Regions from separate parts of the Mus musculus genome. Here region 2 is linked to region 1. A link is a contact called in public Hi-C data. All regions are on one chromosome and are shown on one strand. The core of a region is the stretch at or near the end of the contact, and the rest is flanking DNA. Distances in the headings are between cores, read along the strand shown.

The links. A called contact is a pair of places that touch in the nucleus more often than the background predicts.
Region 2: a Hi-C map of cerebral cortex shows a contact between it and region 1, with 3 times the contacts expected there. The contact joins two enhancer-like sites. A contact is called at or near these places in 4 of 484 Hi-C or Micro-C datasets (the HL-1 cell line, cerebellum, cerebral cortex and 1 more) and 1 of 115 datasets of contacts at active chromatin or transcription factors (embryonic basal ganglia).

Annotation. Positions count from the first base shown.
Region 1 is chr6:31,936,907-31,940,540 of GRCm38.p6, reverse strand. No RefSeq gene overlaps it. Among named protein-coding and RNA genes, the nearest start is that of Gm31894, 79 kb to the left of the region's middle. Within about 2 kb of position 2,095, at least 46 of the 459 cell types and tissues checked have an H3K27ac peak or open chromatin away from gene starts, as enhancers often do. A contact at or near this core is called in cerebral cortex, where this site is marked.
Region 2 is chr6:32,738,063-32,741,640 of GRCm38.p6, reverse strand. No RefSeq gene overlaps it. Among named protein-coding and RNA genes, the nearest start is that of Gm32007, 83 kb to the right of the region's middle. Within about 2 kb of position 2,105, at least 11 of the 459 cell types and tissues checked have an H3K27ac peak or open chromatin away from gene starts, as enhancers often do. A contact at or near this core is called in cerebral cortex, where this site is marked.

The DNA of each region.
Region 1 (3,634 bases), core at 846-3,345:
TCACCCACTGCCCTGTACTCCAGCTTGGTGTTCATGGTGAGCTCTCACAGGGACCTCCTTCCTGGGGGCCTGTCAGAGCAAGCTCGGTACACAATCAATGGAGTTTCTCGGCAGCAGCTGGCAAGTGCTTTCAATGAATTGGAAAATCTGGTTGATGTGTCCTAAAGTCTAGTGCTTACAAGAAGGCTTGGGTGTGGGAAGTACTTTTCAGTTAGGCCTGACTTTTCTGTCTCCCGCCATCCTCCTCTCTGTGCTCCAGAGGTTTTTTTTTTTTTTTTTTTTTTTTTTTTTTTTTTTAAAGTTAAAATGTGGCACATCTTTTATTAATATCTTGTAAGACATGCTTCCTCAAGTAAATGGTTCTTTGCCTTAGGGATCAATGTGATAGTTGGAGGGGTGCTTGAGTTTATGTGTGGGTCTGTTGAGGGAGTGGGGAGGAGAAGGATGCTGGGCCGGTGTTTACTGACGATGCTCACCTGTGCAAAGTGTGCTTGCATTTTATTACAAGTATATCTTGCATCACAGGTACACACGCATACAGCTGTGCCTCCTCTTGTGCCCTATTGAGACACCCAGTCTCTGGGTGTCTCAAATATCTATGGTCTGTCTACATGAACAGACAGGGGACCAGAGGGCTGCCAAAATGCCCCTAACTCACCAAGACCCCCTGCAGGTCGGGAAGTGTACTGGCTGGTTTGTGTGTCAACTTGACACAGCTGGAGTTATCACAGAGAAAGGAGCCTCCCTTGAGGAAATGTCTTCGTGAGATTCAGCTGTAAGGCATTTTCTCAATTAGTGATCAAGTGGGGCAGTCCCCTTGTGGGTGGGACCATCCCTGGGCTGGTAGTCTTGAGTTCTATAAGAGAGCAGGCTGAGCAAGCCAGGGGAAGCAAGCCAGTAAGGAATATCCCTCCATGGCCTCGGCATCAGCTCCTGCTTCCTGACCTGCTTGAGTTCCAGTCCTGACTTCCTTGGTGATGAACAGCAATGTGGAAGTGTAAGCTGAATAAATCCTTTCCTCCCCAACTTGCTTCTTGGTCATGATGTTTGTGCAGGAATAGAAACCCTGACTAAGACAGGGAGGTACATGTTTCTAAGGGTTCCCCTTATCTTCCTTTTCTCTCTTCCCTCTCTGGTATCTTCCAGAAATAGTCCCCTTCCTCCTGCTTCTCCACAGAGTCAGATAGAGAAGTATGCTTGACAAGAATTCAGAGCTGCAGTCCTTAAAGCAGAAAGGCCTAGAAACCAATGCCAGCCACCCATTCTGTGGATGGGCATACTGAGGCTCAAAGACACAAAGGATTTTTTCTCCTATGTGCCCAGAGAGGTCCTTGCAGAGCCAAGACCACAGCTTGGTTTCCCCCATCCTATCACACCACCTTGTCTTCAGTGCAGGAAACCTTCCTCCCACTCAGGTCAGAGCTGCGGTGTAGTGTTGCTGATGAGCATGGCTGTTCAAGGAGATGGTCGCAGCATCTGCAGGTGATGCTCACACTAACTGTCTCAAGGACATGGTGACCAGGTAGCCTTCCTCCTCAAGGAGCAGAAAGAAGGCAGCAGCAGGGATTGGAATGGGACGGTCTGCCTGTCAGTCAACCTAGTCCCCTGAGTCCCCCAGACATGGCTCTGGCATGCCAGAGGGCTGAGGCCAGTATGCTCTACGAAAGAACTGAGAGAAAGGTACAAACCCAGGCTTGAGCCCTGGAAGGGACTTTAGAGATGATCAATTTTTAAATAATCTCCGCTTCATATTCAGAAACTTGACACACAAGGGCTTGGTGACCTGCCCAAAGAAACATGGAGAGATCGCCAAGTTTATAAACCCTGCCCCTCCACCCCACTCCCACCCTATTAGGAATTGATGCTTCTCTGCTCCTCTGGGAACAGTCTGACCTGTGCTCAGATGAAATGCTAATCCTGAGCGACTCACCGATGTGGTCAGTACGCTCTGAAGCCCCGCCCCCTCTTCTCCGTTTTCTTCCCCAAGCCACTCTGCTTCCTTAAAGGCAGAACAGATGAGGAAGGCACACACACAGATGTGCCAGGATCTGCAGCTGGCAGGCTCGGAAGCCCTCTCTCTTAAGCATTGCTCCACCCTAGCCTGCACCAGTAGCAAAGAAGTAAAGACCTCGCGGATGAATGAGAACGGGGCGGTGGGAAACCCAATTCGTTCTCCAAGGACACGAGCGCCCTCTGCTGTTCGCATGATGAATTACGGATTCGGACTAAACCGCATGAACGCAGCAGCTAAGTCTCACCAAATCAAGAGGGTTGCAGCCACCACCACCACCACCACCACCACCACCACCACCACCACCACCAACAACAACAACAACAACAACAACAACAACAACAACAACAACAACAACAACAACAACAACAACACATAACTAAAGAAAAGACCAATAAAAGTGAGACCCAAAGTGGAATCTGGGAGGAGAAAAGCTGCCTGAGTTCTTCTATGTGGACCTTCGAGCAAAGTTCAAGGTCCTGCCCATTCCCCATTTACCCGCTTTGTGCTCCCCAGGTATTTTCTAGTTTGATTTCAAAGCAAGCTGTGTAGTGATTTGGGGGTAGGGGGAGCCTACTTACTCCACAACCTCTTGAGTTCTGAGAGTTTATAAATATTCACCTTGGCAACTTTGAGCACAGATCAAAGCTACAGTAGATAGGATGAAGGACTAGAACGCTGGGATACAGCTCCATGGCTGTCACTTCCTACTCGTGTTGGACCTTTCTGTGCCTCGCTCTCCTCATCTGTAGAATGGGTCTTCTGAGTCCTAGGGAATTCCCTTAGGTAACAGATGGTGCAGTTTTGGCAAGCCAGGGTGGAGAGATCCGATTCAGGCCCCCGACCCTTATCAGTTTTCTTCCCTGTTTTGTGAGCAGTAGTGAGGTAAAGGGGTTACAGAGATAGGACACTGTCTTGCTCCATTTCTCCACATGGGTGACCACAGAGCAAGGCCTCTGGTAATTCTATTGCAGCCTTGGCGATTTACTGAGCTCCTATTAGTAGGCAAGGCCTGCTGTGTAAATTCTGCGGGCTCCTGAGGACTGGTGCTCAGGAAGACAGGAGGGCACAGAGTAGAGATCCCAGAACAGCATAGGAGCCTTGAGATTGGAGCCTGGGAGGCCAAGGACAGGCCAGCTTCCTCTGAGTCTAGCATTTCCCGAGGCCAGCCCTGAAATGACTTTCCTTGTCTAAAAGGTCAAGGTCATGGGCTTGGGGGTGTAGTGCTGTAAGGCAGAGCGCTACCATGTGTGTCTCCCGACAGCTGCTCTGTCTCCTGGTCTCAGTGACAACACAGCCGTTAAGGAGACCTCGCCCGTGATCGGTGTGGAGGATGCGCGTACATTATCATATGATCATGGCATTCGTCAGCGATCCCTTTCCTATTTTCTGCATGAGGCTCCCTTATTTGAATGTGTTTCCTCAACAGAAATGAGAACTCTTCTTTGTCCCTTCTTCGGTCCCAGAGCTGTGGTGGGGCGGGGATATCCCAGGTGCATCTGCGAGGAAGCTTCCAGAGGGACCCAGAATGCTATTACTGAAGGCTAAATGTTCCGTGGCTAAAAGCTGCTGTAGCAATCTTGGCATCCACTCTGTTTGAATGGGTACATTACTGTAATGTCC
Region 2 (3,578 bases), core at 856-3,355, 800 kb before region 1:
TGGATGTTTTGAGTTAGGATCCTTTTGCATTTTGTATTTTCTTTGACTGTTGTGTCGATGTTCTCTATGGAATCTTCTGCACCTGAGATTCTCTCTTCCATTTCTTGTATTCTGTTGCTGATGCTCGCATCTATGGTTCCAGATCTCTTTCCTAGGGTTTCTATCTCCAGCGTTGCCTCGCTTTGGGTTTTCTTTATTGTTTCTACTTCCCCTTTTAGTTCTGGTATGGTTTTGTTCATTTCCATCACCTGTTTGGATGTGTTTTCCTGTTTTTCTTTAAGGACTTCTACCTGTTTGGTTGTGTTTTCCTGCTTTTCTTTAAGGGCCTGTAACTCTTTGGCAGTGCTCTCCTGTAATTCTTTAAGTGACTTATGAAAGTCCTTCTTGATGTCCTCTATCATCATCATGAGAAATGTTTTTAAATCTGGGTCTAGATTTTTGGTTGTGTTGGGGTGCCCAGGACTAGGTGGGGTGGGAGTGCTGCGTTCTGATGATGGTGAGTGGTCTTGATTTCTGTTAGTAGGATTCTTACGTTTGCCTTTCGCCATCTGGTAATCTCTGAAGATAGCTGTTATAGTTGTCACTGTTAAGAGCTTGTTCTTCAGGTGACTCTGTTAGCCTCTATAAGCAGACCTGGAGGGTAGCACTCTCCTTAGTTTCAGTGGGCAGAGTATTCTCTGCAGGCAAGCTCTCTTCTTGCAGGGAAGGTACCCAGATATCTGGTGTTTGAACCAGACTCCTGGCAGAAGTTGTGTTCCACTCACTAGAGGTCTTAGGATCCCGTGGGGAATCCTGTGTGGGCCCTTGCGGGTGTCAGGCGACTCCGCTGGCAAGGTAGCCCGGGGCTCGAGTGGAGCGGAAGGGGCTTGTGCCCCAGATCAGGCCCGGGTAGCCTGCTTCCCTATGTACCGCAGTCTCAGGTTCCGCGCGATTTGATTGGGGCAGGCGCTGTGTTCCACTCACCAGAGGTCTTAGGATCCCGTGGGGAATCCTGTGTGGGCCCTTGCGGGTGTTGGGCAAGACTCTGCTGGCAAGGTAGCCCAGGGCTCGCTTGGAGCGGAAGGGGCTTGTCTCAACTTTTTTAACTTGATGGTGATAAGCAGATTCTCAGAGAAGTCCTCATTTGTGTTTCTCTGTTTCTGAATAAGTCTGTGTATTCTTTTTATGTCCCAGAGAGCAGTCTCTAGTTGGAAAAGGTAGGGTTTTTAAGAGATGAGAGTGGACAGGCCAGGAAACTCCGACCCCTTGGGCAAGGTTGGAAGAAGGATGACACGTAGGTTGGCCATGGACAAAAGGCTACTGATTATATTTTTCTTGGGTATTTTTGGCAGAGTCAATCCCCCTTTCTTCATCTCTTGCCCACCCTTAGGATCCACACTTTACCCTCTGGGTACGTCAATCATGGTCTCACTCTTAGGGGCATCTCTGGCTTCATCCAAGGGAGATTCTCTAGGACCACCGTTAGGGTTTACATCTGAAGTGCCCCCAGGCACATGTTTGAATGTGGGCCTCTAGGACAAGGCTTTTGCCTATTCCTAGCTCTGGCTCCAGGCTTGCTTCTGATCTGTTTCTTTCTTCCATTTAATAATAAGGCAGTGCTCACATTTAGGGTGAGTGTTCCCTCTTTAGTTAACGCTTTCTGGAAACATTCCCAGAGACACACCCAGAGGTGTGTTTCCATAGTGATTCGAAATCCAGTCAAGTTGACAATGGGATTTTACCATCACCAATGCGGTTTAGACAGTTAAAAATTCCTGAGTGAAGGGGTCCTTGTGTAACCTCTGCCTCTGGAGGTAACAGCTGGCTCTGTGGAAGATCTGTCCCATGGAGTTTCAGTGGGAGTGAGAATTTCTGCAGATGCAAGACAGAAGAAAAAGTTCTCGGAACTGTAGGAAGGTGTAAGGGTGGTGGTGATCTCCTGGTAGTGTGATTTTTCCATCAGCCAGCATGGGTACATGTAAGCAGGATGGTGCTGCTCATACGCGTCAGGAGTAACATGGTGATTGTGGGCATCTTGTCTTCTGGCAGAGTATAACAAGTGCTTCTGGCAGGCCCAGAGGGTGACGTGTGCCTGGGAGGAGACTCTCCTCCCCCACAGAAGGTGCCGCATCTGCGTCTGAGCATGGAGGAAGGGTGGGAGCAGGTTCCTTGGAGCAAGATGCTGCCAGATGAATGACTCATGGATTTTTTTTTTTTTTTACCAGTATTGGAAAGTAGTTACCACCCCACCACTAATAGCACTAGACATATGCTGGTACCCAGTCACACGTTTCTATTGGGTTCCTGCTGTGTACAGAGGCGTCTCCTGCTTTCAAGTCTACAGTGATATGGGTGTCAGTGATGTAAAAGAAACAGAAGAAGGGATGCCTGTTCTTAGTGAGGTGGCAGCAGTGCACTCTCTAAAGCAGTTGGGCGTGTGAGATTTCTATTGTGACAGATGTGGTATTGTTCGTATAGAGAAACTGAGGCCCAGAGAGGAACAGATGTCAGCAGGATGCTCCTCCCACCATGTTGCATCAAGTACTTGGTGCATCCTGCTTATATCCTACGCAACATAAAATTAAGGAGTTAGAAATCCCAAGGCACCATGTCTGTGCCTGCAGAACACAGGGAATCCTGACTTGTCAGGGACAGACTCTCTGCTGTGTGTGTCAGAGAAAGACAATAACATCTCTGCAGAATGGTCTCACTCTGGTTTCCCTTGGCAGCCTGTCCTAGGGTTCTCTTTCCTCTTCTGCATAGTCAGCTTCAGCTTCTACAGAAGCCCCACCCCTTAGAGAAGCTGCAGAGGTGTACCTTAGAGATATGGGGATGCGCAGAAAATTCAGTTTTTGAAAGAGCTACATTCATCAATGTCCTCTTTTTTTTCATTAATTTATTTCTTTATTCATACTACAACCCAATCAAAGTCCCCTCCCTCCTCTCCTCCCAGTCGCTTCCTCACAAGCACCTCTAGCTATTACCCCTTCCTTTCTCTTCAGTGAAGGTGAAGCCTCCCATGAGTACCAGCCTGCCCAAGTGCATCCTCTCCCTCTGAGGTCAGACAAGGCAGCCCAGCTAGGGGAAGGGATCCAAAGGCAGTCAACAGAGTCAGAGACAGCCTCTGCTCCCATTGTTGGGGGACTCACATGTAGACCAAGCTACACATCTGCTACATATGTCCAGGGGACCTAGGTCCAGCCCATGCATGCTTTTTGGTTGGTGGTTCAGTCTCTGTGAGCCCCCATGGGCTGTTATGCTAGACTCCTGTCTGCAAGCATAGCAGAGTATCATTCGTAGTGTCAGGGGTTGGCTCTCTCCCGTGGGATGGGTCTCAAGTTGGGCCAGTCATTTGTTGGTGTCTAATTCCTTGAGTTCTTTTTGGATATTAGTCTTCTGTCAGAGGTAGGGTTGGTGAAGAACTTTTCCTATTGTGTAGGCTGCTGTTTTATCCTATTGATGGTGTCCTTAGTTGCAAAAGATTTTTAGTTTCATGAGATCTTATTTAACAATTGTTGATCTTTGTGTTTGAGCTATTAGTATTCTAATCAGAAAGTTGTCTCTTGTGCCGATGTATTCAAGGCTGACCCCATCTTTCT